3 separate regions of the Mus musculus genome follow, and regions 1 and 2 are each linked to region 3. A link is a contact called in public Hi-C and HiChIP or PLAC-seq data. All regions are on one chromosome and are shown on one strand. Each heading gives the region's core, a stretch centred on a gene start, on an enhancer-like site or on the middle of the called end of the contact. The rest is flanking DNA. Distances are from core to core; before and after follow the strand shown. Region 1 holds the start of Pomgnt2 (protein O-linked mannose beta 1,4-N-acetylglucosaminyltransferase 2). Region 2 has its middle 23 kb from the start of Pomgnt2. Region 3 has its middle 9.5 kb from the start of Gm51699.

Evidence for each region. A called contact is a pair of places that touch in the nucleus more often than the background predicts. HiChIP or PLAC-seq counts read pairs in DNA pulled down with a chosen protein or histone mark.
Region 1: a contact with region 3 is called in an H3K4me3 HiChIP or PLAC-seq map of forebrain, with 4 times the contacts expected there. The contact joins the promoter of Pomgnt2 here to the enhancer-like site in region 3. A contact is called at or near these places in 3 of 39 promoter capture datasets (hippocampal neurons, pre-B cells and second pharyngeal arch cranial neural crest) and 3 of 115 datasets of contacts at active chromatin or transcription factors (embryonic basal ganglia, embryonic forebrain and forebrain).
Region 2: a Hi-C map of the N1E-115 cell line shows a contact between it and region 3, with 15 times the contacts expected there. The contact joins two enhancer-like sites. A contact is called at or near these places in 3 of 39 promoter capture datasets (hippocampal neurons, pre-B cells and second pharyngeal arch cranial neural crest), 9 of 484 Hi-C or Micro-C datasets (3T3-L1-derived adipocytes, the N1E-115 cell line, cerebellum and 5 more) and 1 of 115 datasets of contacts at active chromatin or transcription factors (embryonic basal ganglia).

Annotation. Positions count from the first base shown.
Region 1 is chr9:121,994,588-121,998,227 of GRCm38.p6, forward strand. It overlaps Pomgnt2 (protein O-linked mannose beta 1,4-N-acetylglucosaminyltransferase 2), which reads right to left and starts at 1,439. Exons shown (of 2, transcript NM_153540.4): 1 at 1,289-1,439. Gm39463 (a long non-coding RNA gene) reads left to right here and starts at 1,399. Exons shown (of 2, transcript XR_871388.3): 1 at 1,399-1,859.
Region 2 is chr9:122,017,328-122,020,794 of GRCm38.p6, forward strand. No RefSeq gene overlaps it. Among named protein-coding and RNA genes, the nearest start is that of Pomgnt2, 23 kb to the left of the region's middle. Within about 2 kb of position 1,889, at least 83 of the 459 cell types and tissues checked have an H3K27ac peak or open chromatin away from gene starts, as enhancers often do. A contact at or near this core is called in the N1E-115 cell line, where this site is marked.
Region 3 is chr9:122,727,707-122,731,423 of GRCm38.p6, forward strand. No RefSeq gene overlaps it. Among named protein-coding and RNA genes, the nearest start is that of Gm51699, 9.5 kb to the right of the region's middle. Within about 2 kb of position 2,040, at least 10 of the 459 cell types and tissues checked have an H3K27ac peak or open chromatin away from gene starts, as enhancers often do. A contact at or near this core is called in the N1E-115 cell line and forebrain, where this site is marked.

The DNA.
Region 1 (3,640 bases), core at 189-2,688, 730 kb before region 3:
GGGAGGATGAAGCAGGAAGATCATAGCTTAGGTGTGTCTAGGACTTACTGAGACCGTGAATCAAAGCAAAGAGTAGAGAGTGAACGGGTGTAGCAGAATGTTTGCTCAGCACGCAGGAGGCTTTGGATTCATCCTTAGCAAACAAACCAACCCTGACGGCCCTGACAGTCCAGCACACCAGGATGATGCTCCACCAGGGTGAATCCACTCACCAGCTCCCTCCCTTTCCAAGGCCCCCAGGGGCTCTCAGCTCTCACCTCTGAGGATAAAGTATCCAGTTCTCTTCTAACTCTGTCACCACTTGGAACTCGGATCCTTCATGTGAAAGGGCCGGCTGATCCTAAAAGCCTGAGAGCAGCTAGTCTGTGGAAAAGACAGGACCCGGAACCAGAACTCCAACCTTGTCTATAGAGTTGGTGGTCGTGCATGCTAACATTTGATGTGTTCAGAACCCAGACAGAAAGCTTTGCCAGCATTACCTCATGGAAGCCTCACAGCAATTCTTCAAAGAAGGTCTTTTTTCACTCTGTCTTACAGAGGATGAAGGAAGGGACCAGAGAAAGTGAATGAGTTACTTATGGGGACATGGCCGGTAAAGGAGCCAAGATTTTCCCAGTGCCTGGAACAGTCCACACATGGTAAATGAATTGTGCTAATATTCACATGTCCCATAAGCCTAAAACCATCTACACCAACAGGCTCGGGGCTGGTTGGCATAAGGTCAGAGGATACTGGCTGCTCACAACCTGCAGCGTGATTCTGGTGGAAGGTCCCAAACTTTTACCCCGGATTCCCACTAACGATGAGAAAACGGGTTCCTATAGGCAAGTCCATCAGGGTCGTCCGTCAGTAGCCGCCCCCACCCCCACCCCCCCGCCATTGTCAAGCAGACAAACTCCTAACTCCGACTGTCCGTCCATCCGGGTGGTTCTCTACGGAGCCCCAACTGCCTAAAGGTCAGCAACAGGCCGACCCAGGCACCGCTTCAAACGCAGCTGGCGCAGCCCAGGCCCCCACTGCTCATCTCTCCTTGCTCCACGCCACCTGTGCCAAATGTGCACCATTCTTTCCCAGGCACGAGCATGTGCGTCCCCGCGGTCAGAGGCAGTGAAGGCTCCAGCCGAACGGTCCAGTGCGCCATCGGGGGCCGGGCGGTTCAGGCCCACCCCTCCCACCTCGGCGCCTGCTGCAGGCGGCGTCTACCGCCCTGGGTCCGGCAAGCCCGCCGGCCTCCCCTGCAGTCCAGGGTCGGGCACCAAGCCCGGCCCGGCCCGGCCTAGCGCCTCACCTGAAGCCGGGCTCTGTGCCCCGTCCGCTCCGAGCCCGGGGCCCAGCTGCGCCACAGATGCCCGCGCTGCCCACCTGCCGACAGGGTGTCGCAGGTGTTCCTAGTGTGCTTGCCCTGCTGGCGAGCTCAAACTCCGGAACCCGGGCGCGTGCGCGGGCCTTGGGACCCGCCTCTCGGACCTCGGCCAGGATCACCTCTTCGGCTCACAGAATCCTGGGAATTGTAGTTTTCAAGCGAGCAGCATGCACGAGCCTGGGAAGACCAGAAGCTCTTCTTGGTGTTCTGTTTACCCAATTATGAGAGTTCTGATGATAAACTTAAATACAAGATACAGAAATCTTCATATGTAATCTGTTAGAGAAAAAATAATCCATACCTTGACATGCTTTTAAGACTCATAAAGAGACTATTGATGGCTCAGCAGTTAAAGTATTCACTGTAGATGAGCACAAAGACTGAACAGAGCTGTTCATGGTCATTACTGAAGGCTTCTGTGCTCAGTTAACTTCGGATCGTCTCCCCTCAAACCTGAGCCAATGGATCGCTCCTCCCTTACCAGGCTTCTTGTCAGGTATGTTATGTCTCTTTTATACTTTTTCTGGGAACTGCCATTTGGCTTTACAACCAAACTGATGGGGTGTTATCATGAGTGGGTGTCAGATGACAGTGTTGGAGCTCGGACTTGACATCAGGTGAATCTGACCAAAACGGCTGGATTTCTCACTTGGGAAATGGACATTGTGACACTTCTGACACGATGACCCAAATGTCATGTGGAACCTTGTCCTTTTGAGAACTGGGCTGGGGGTGGGGGTATATATTAAGGGACCCTCCTCACTCCTCCCCTCCCCCACCCCCACCCAACTGGCCCGGTTGGCCACAAAGCCTTCCCAGAACCTCAGACCTCAGTGGGCTTCACTCTCATGGTTGTTATTACAAACTCATCTAAAGTAGTCTCTGTCTCTCTGTCTGTCTCTCTCTGTCTGTCTCTCTGTCTCTCTCTGTCTGTCTCTCTGTCTGTCTGTCTGTCTGTCTGTCTCTCTCTCTCTCTCTCACACACACACACACATACACATACCTGTGAGAAGATCAAACAGAGTGCACTGAAGAACTGACACAGAGAGTCGGAACAATGCCACTGGCCACAAGGCAGATCATTTCTGGATTGGGCACCATTTGCCTGTACCATGAAGAAGGCCCTGTGGCTTCCTGCTTCCCCCAGCCCCTACCTGTGCTGCCTGGATTCTTCCTCTTTTCCTACCTCCCCCCATTTGGCTTTTGGTGTTTTAAAAAGCAACAATCTCTTTCTTGGCCTCAAGGGTTGCACTAGTCTGTGGAAGCTCCACATAACTGGCCCCCTGGCCCTTCAGGCCTCAACCTTTGTCCTATCTCAGAGGGTTCTTAGTTTCAGGCAATGTGTCTACCCTGGCTGGCTTGAGCAGAACAATGTGTGTGAAGGAACATTTAGTGACATGTGGGCTCATTAAGATGAGGAGGAACAGACTCTGCATCTAGGGTCTGCTCTGATGACAGTGTCCAAGCCATGTCCAAGAACTATGCCATGCTATCTGGAGATAAGGAGGTCAGCTTCCTCTGACACCATTCCCCATGCATAAGCCATCTCACAGAGTGCTCTTCCTTCATCTGAGTCACAGTGTGCACGTGCTTGGCAGAGCCTGTGTCTCAGAGAGACTCCTGTCTGTAAGGAGCCCTGAAAACTGAGTCCATGGCTCTTCATCTCCAAGGGGGCTCTGGGTGAGAGTAGAGCTATCCAGCCTGCTGCAGCTACTCACCAAGCAGATCACACCTCCAAAAGGCTCTTCCCTTCATAAAGGGGATTTTGTTGACAGGTTTGATACATGGCAGGTAGAATAAGCCTTTGGGGCAGTGTACTTGTTAGCCTGTGGGGAGGACCTGTCAAAATTAGGGAGTACTTCCAAATAAAGATGTTTCAGAGGCAAGAGAAAGAAAGGAGGGAAGGAGAGAGGGAGGGAGAACTGCTTTCTCTGGTCTATTGTTTTCAAATGGCTTTGACATTGACTGGCATCTACTTGTTGAAATTATTGAGCAAGCACCTGTACCCACTGAGCCACTCAGTCCTTCTTCCAGGAACCCCTTTACTAAGGGACACTTACCATTGTGTGTTTTTATCAGCTTTGTGAAAATCACACTGTCAACTTGACTGGATTTAGAATAACCTGGGAGATTAGTGAGGCACGCTTCTGGGTGTGTCTGTGAGGGTGTTTCTAGAGAGGACTGAATCGAGAACACTCCGATGTGTGAATGGCACTGTTCTGTTGGCCAGAAGCCTCAAGGTAATAAAAGGAGGGTGACTGAACTGAGTGCTGGCAC
Region 2 (3,467 bases), core at 639-3,138, 710 kb before region 3:
CCTCTGGGACTCTGCTTCCTTCTCTGCTTGTTTGAGGTTGCACGGGCTTTCTGCTTATTTGAGGTTGCACTAGTTAATTTTTGACAACTTGACACAAACTAGAGTCACCTGGGAAGAAGGAACTTTGTTGAGGAATTGCCTCCATCAAAGGCAGGTGCCTTTGGCTTGTCTGTGGGCAATTTCTTGATTGCTAGTTGGGGTGAGAGGGTCCAGCACAGTGGGCAGTGCCATCCCTATGCAGTTAGGTCTGGGCTGTGTGAAAAGCAGCCGAGAAATCCATAGAGAGCAAGCCAGTAAGCAATCATTTCTCCATGGGCCCTGCTTCAATTTCTTCCCTGGTCTGGTGGACTGGATATAACCTGTAAGGCAAACAAACCCTTTTCCCTCCTGTTTACTTTTTATCCATATTTTATCCCAGCAACAAAAAGCAAACTGGGACAGAAATTGGTATCAGAGAGTGGGGTATCGTCGTGATAGGCCATTTCAGAGCCTTGGGCTAGGGGAGGCCACTGAGAGCTCAAATCTTCATGAGCTTATGGAGGAAGTCAGTACACAGCATCCCCTGTGGTCTCCGCTTCAGGTCCTGCCCTGAGCGCCTGGCTTCCTGATGACACGTTAGCTGGGATTGTAAGATGGAATAAACATTTTTCTCTCCTTTTCAAGTTTCTTTCCAAAATCAAGTTGATTTTGGTCAGTGTTTTATAACAGCCACAGAAAGCAAACTAGGACATAAGCTTTCTGATTCTTTTACATGCTATGCTCTTCCATCACAAATAACAGCGTATTAAGATTCACGAAGGTAAGTCGGGAAAGAACCAATACCAGGCAAGAGCTGTGGGATGCTGGGTGCTTGACAAGAGGAGCTTAAGACGACCTCAGCAAAGTCAGCTGGATCCCTTCCCTGCCCAGAGCCCTTCTGTTGCTGTGTCCTCTGACCTTTGGGTGACATTACCAGCCTCCCCTCTAACCTCTAACCTCTAACCTCTAACCTCTAACCTCTAACCTCTAACCTCTAACCTCTAACCTCTAACCTCTGTTCTGAGTTTCACTCTCTGGGCTGCTTCTCAGCAAAGCATACTCTGGAAACTCCTCTTGTGGGGTTTTTATGGAAGGAGCCTACGCTGCTTCCAGAATTCCTCCAAGGACTCAGCCCCAGTTGCTCACAGTGGCTGTTCTTTTAATATCATGTCTCCCCTCTTCTTCCTTTTTTTCCCCTCCGGTTCCCTTCTTCTTTTCCTTCTCTCCTCTCCCCTCCCCTCCCCTCCCTTCCCTTCCCTTTTCTTCTTTTTCTCTCCCTCTCCTCCCCTTCCTTCTCTCCCTTCCTTCCCCCTTTCTCTTCCCTCCCCTCCCCTTCCCTTTCTCTCTTCCCCTTCCCCTTCTCCTCTCTTTCCCTCCCCTCCCTCCCCCTCCTCTCCCTTCCTTTCCCTTCCCTTCTTCATTTTTCCCAGGGAAAAACCTTGCAGGATTTTCTTTCCTGGGTCCATGATTGTCTAAACCTGACTGTGCACTATTGTAGTGAGAGGACACTTCCCTCTGGGTCCTGACAGGGGGCAGCATTTAGTTTCCTATCAGAACGAGTTGCATTCCTAGACTTGTATGTGATTCCAGCTCAAAATAAAGAAAAACATTGAAATGAGGGGTTTAATTCCCGAGAGGGACTGGAAGGCTGTGTCAGCGTTTCCATGGTGAGGGCTGTCTTCTGGGGATTTACCTTCCAGCTGTGAGAATCTGCTTTATGCTAGACTTTAAGCCTTTGGCTGCTTAAAGGCTCTATATTATTAAAGAGTCCACTTTTGACTAAGTTGAAACTGTGACTCTGTAAAGCCGACTCAGAATGTTCTCCCCTCTGCCCCTTGCCCCATTGGCTGCTGGCCACGCTCCTTGCCAAGCAGCGTGGAGACTTGGCAGAGGTGCGGCATCTGGCTCTCCTGCTGTGTGTGGTCTGAGAAGGGCTGCACTGAGGAAGAGAACCTTGGCTCTTTTGTACTGTTAAAATGACACCTCCATGGGTCCCACCCGAGTCTATCTGTAGGTGTTTCTCCATGCACAGTCACTCACTGACCCCAGGTCTTAGAATCACAGAGGAGAAGGGCAAGTGTCAGCCTGCGATGCCTCCGTGAGTATCAGAAGAAAGCCAGGTTGAGATGTTTTGTGTGAATTCCTTCTTGCAGCAAGAGCCGGTATAGTGCGAGGAAGAGAAAGGGGATCTGTCTCATCAACCAAAAGAGAGAGCAAAGCAGGCTCACTTTGAGCCGTCAGCGTCAAACACATCAAAGTCATCTCTGCTTGGTTTTAAATAAGAACACATTTGCAGACACTTTGGCATATCCTTTATTTTAAACAGAGTTACAGAGGTGGATGGAAGCCCCTCACGATAGAAGGAAGACGCTGAGAGCAGAGAGCCAACATCTGTGTTGGTGCGGAACCTGACTGGGTTCCGAGTGTCAGAAAGCACCATGGGGATTCATAACCATCTCAACTCAAGGTCTGGGGACCCATTGTCCTCTCCTGACCTGTGCGTGGACCAGGCATGACAGCAGCGCACATACATACACATGGGCAAAACACATACAAATTAAAATTTAATATAAAAATCTAATAACATTATTAGAAATAATATTTATAAAGTTACATGGGAAAACATTGATACAAACAAGGTTGGCCAAAAATTTATGATGAAGAAAAAGCTTTGACATCATCTGGGGATCTAAAAAGTCATGATTTGCAGAAAGGTGCCATGCCTCTGTATGTGAGTGTGTGTGTGTGTGTGTCTGTGTGTGTGTAAGAAAGAGAGAGAGAGAGAAAGAGTGTGTGTGTGAATGAATGTGTGTATGTGTATATGAGTGTGTATAAGAGTGTGAATGTGAGTGTGTGTATTTGTGTGTGAGTATGAGTGTGTCTGTGAGTGAGTGAGTAAGTGAGTGAGTGTATGTGTGTAAGCCATATGTTTCTATGAAACTTTTCACAAGCAAAAGGGGAAAGCTTAAGCAAAAGACACACCTCAGGCCACACAGAGCCTCTGGACAACTATAAAGGACCTGCGGGCTCACCACACTCAAAGCAATCACTGTCTCATTAGCTGACAGCTGAGTGGAGCCAGCAGAATCTCCTGTGGCCTTCACTACAGGAAGTACAGACTACCTCAGTAATCTACTGGGGCCACAAGACACAGACAGCAGCAGCAGCCACAAAATCAGCAGTAGCAATAAGAAGCCCTAGAAAGACGGCTCAGTGGTTAAGGGCACTGGCTGCTCATACAGAGGACCTGAGTTCAGTTCCCGACTCTAACTACACTTCCATGGATGTAATGCCCTCTCCTGGCCTCTGCCGGTGCACATGTACACATATATGCATGCAGGCAAAACACCCAACACATGTAATAAAAAATAAATGTTTTAAAAGGAGCTCTGAAAGTGGAAGGATCTGTGTAGTTGCCGTTGCTCCACATTGTATTACCTACTCCAGTG
Region 3 (3,717 bases), core at 790-3,289:
AAGTAGATGCCGAGGATGAAACTCGGTGCTTGCCTAGCGTGTGTGAAGAAGTCCTGGTTGCATCCTGAGCACCACATACACCTGGAGTGGTGATACACACCTGCAACCCCAGCACTTGGGAGTGGAGCAGGAGCGTCAGGAGGTCAGGGTCATCCTGGGCTACATAGTGAGTGAAAGTCCATCCTGGGCTACATGAGACCCTTCTTAAAAAAAAAAAAAGTGTAGCTGGGCAAGGATGGCACACCTGCTTGCACTCAGGAGGCAGAGGCAGGCAGATCTCTGGGTTCAAGGCCAGCCTGGTCTACAGAGTTAGTAGTCCCAGGACAGCCAGGGATATACAGAGAAACTCTGTCTCGGAGAACTAAAAATAGTAATTAATTAAATAAAAAAATGTTTTAAAATGACAAGTCTGTATTGTCAAGAGGGGTTGAGGCAGAGCTCAATAGTACCAGGCCTGGCACGTATGAAGCCCTGCATTCGGTCAGCTGTGGAAGGAGAGAGAGGAAGGAGGAAACTCAGAGGAGAGACAGAAAGAAGAGAAGGAGGACAGACTGCATACAGTTCTGGAAAGCTCTTTGACATTTATGCCCTTTCCAGACAGGATGGCATATTCTGGTAGGTGCAGAACATAAGTTGTAATGATGCCTGTTGGTGTGTTTCAAAGAAAAGTTCATTGCAAACAGGAATCTGATTATTTGAGTTCAATCTATTGGGCACCTTAAAATCAGAATTTGACATATTAGTTAGAATTGAGATAGTTCCCACTCAAAAGCTCTTTGCCACTGGTCTGAAAGTGAGTCTTTGAGTCTTGAACAAAGATTTAGTGGAATGGTTCACACTTACCGGAATTCTGTCAAGCACATTCCAGAAGGAAGAGGGCCCAAGCACTAAATGATCCTTTTATGTTTTAAATTCCAGCCAGGAAGACAAGAGGCAGAGTTCCAGATCCACCATTTAGTGTGTGAATTATGTATGACTTTATATGAGGCTTTCTGAGAGCTTCAAGTTGGTGTCTAACCACTAGAAAGGATGTCACAAAACAAATCTACATCCGTGCTGATAATGGTGACAGCCATCAGCGCTGTGCCACTGATTAAAGAGAAACTTATGAAATTGCTTCTGGTCTCATCGTAGAACAACAGCCAGCATTATTAATGTGTGTGTGTGTGGGGGGGGGGTCTTCCAATATGCCTGGCAGATATCTGAAAGCCTCAATAGTACCATATCCTGAATACTCTGGGTTTCCCCCACACCTACACACCTATGATACAGCTTAATTTCCAAATTAGTCATGGTAAGAGATTAACCATAACTATTAGTTATAAAACACGATAATTACCACAGTCTGCAATCAGAGTTATTTAAAATTTGTGAATTGTTCATTTCTAGAGTTTCCTACTTGAGGGTTTGCCATGGTAACAGAAACAGGAAGGTAACTGTAGCTAAGCATGGGCTCTGTTCATATAGGGCATCAAACAGGCCAGCTCCTGGTGAAGCAAACTGTGTTTTTATCGTTTAGCTACATCTTAGGAGGTGTCTGAACACCACTCCTGACAGTGAGGAGTACCCAAGCAGGATCTCTGTAAGACAACAGAGAGATGGCCCTGATGTGAAGGGGCCTAAATTCTTAGCCCCTCAACACACTCGGCACACACTTGTGAACTTCACAGCAGAGTTCCTCATGATTTAGATGCTGGGGGATCTGTGGGCATTGGGAACTTTAGTATGAAACTCTTGACCATGGCTATAAAGCAAGCCAAGGACACAGTCACCCTGCTGCCTGATGCTCTACAATTGTAAAATGGCCGAAGGGAGCAAAGCCAAGTAGGACAAGAAGTGCCATTTAACCAGATCTAGGCGCATTCGGCTTCTGGTTGTGCTGTGGCAACGCGTGTGCATGTTGAGAGCGTATGGGGCAGGTTCCCAGCTCATACATAGAAATCCTGGGCATAATTTTACGTCTTAGAACAAGGTAAAATTTAGGAGCAGTCCATGACTGTTAACAGCCTTTGGCATAAGGAATAGCCTTTGGCACACTGCCATCTAGTGGCTACAAAGGAAAACTCACAACACAGAAGGAAGGCTTGAGGATTCTGGGTCCTCTCGTTAACTCATTCAGGGGACTTGTGCTGTCTCATTTCGGGTCTCATGAAAAGGCACTCTCCACGTCTAGATGTTGGGCCTGAGGAGAGTGAGCAGCAGGTATCTCATCTCCATCCTGGTGAATCACAGCCTCCACCATAACTGCCGTCTATGTCTCCACTGCAGCCTCCACCATAACTGCCTTCTATGTCTCCACTGCAGCCTCCACCATAACTGCCTTCTATGTCTCCACTGCAGCCTCCACCATAACTGCCTTCTGTCTCCACCACAGGACCCTCCTTACATTCCTGGTCACAACCTGGAGAAGTGTATACTGTTCCTACTCCTTGTACAGAGCAGGAGGGGCAAAATGCCTGTCTTTCTTCAACACCTAATGCCAGCAGGGTTCCTTTGGTCTGTCTGTCTGTATCCCTGAGTTACCTGGGCTTCTAAAGAGCATGAATGTTCTTCATGCCACCAGGGAACAGCAGTCTTTCCCAAGGCAATGCTGGGAAGAGAATGAAGCCAAACCCTCAAGCTTCCCCCTCGCATCCTCCCAGCTACCCCACACTCAGATGGCCTACGTGTCCACAGAGTCTCTTCCCTGTGACAGTGCCGAGCTCCTATAGACTGCTGCAGACAGAGCCTCCCCACTGTGTTTTGTGGGTCCCATAGGCTCATATGTTTGAATGCTTGGTCCCCAGTTGGTGGATCAACATAACAAGAGCCAACGATTGTGTGTAGATGCACATATGTGCGCGCATTGAAGTATGCTTTGCTGAGTTTTCATTTCCAGTATTTCTGAGTTTTCACTCCTAGTCTCGATTACTCTGCTGAATTTCTTAGCCACATTGCTGGCTTTCTTATTCAGGTTTCATGTCGACTTCTCGCCTGCTTATTTATTTGAATAAAGTAACACTTTTTTGGGATTTCGGCATCTCACTGAGAAGCCATGTGCTTTGGATGAGTCGCACTGCCTGCATTTTCATATTTCTTGTGTTTGTGTATTGCAGTTATGCATTGTTTGGAGATGGATCTGTGTTTCAGGGGTCTCCTCACTCTCTTCCCTGCTGTTTACTTTATGAGGTCCTTTGGGAGGCTTCCCTTGGGTTTATGATCCTTACTACCACTTAGAAGGGAGGAAATGGCTGCAGTATTAAAAACTACAATTTGGGAACAATCAAGGTATTAAAGTGTAATAAGCAGGCAGCCAACAGCATTAACTACAACCTCAATAAGGTCAGAAAGAAAGAGCCAAGATACTAAACAGGATAGGCTATGACTCTAAAAGTTAATAAAGGTTGTAATTATTAAGCTGTAAAATAAGAAGTCAAGTGTGGCCATTCATGCTTCTCATCACAGCACTTGAGAGGTTGATCAGGGGTTATAAAGCAAGGTATGCCATTCACACCTATGATCCCAACACTTGGGAGGGTGAAGACGGCCAGCTTGGGTGATATAGCAAAATGCAGCAGCCAGCTGAGCTACACACATAGGGACACTCTCAAACCAAACAAAAGAGAAATGAGCAAGATAACAAATAACTAAAGATTTTAAGCCCACTCCTTGGTAGACAAATCTCTAGGAATCTTGACTTTAGTATTCCTATGGGGTAAAGAAGTCAGAAATAAATAT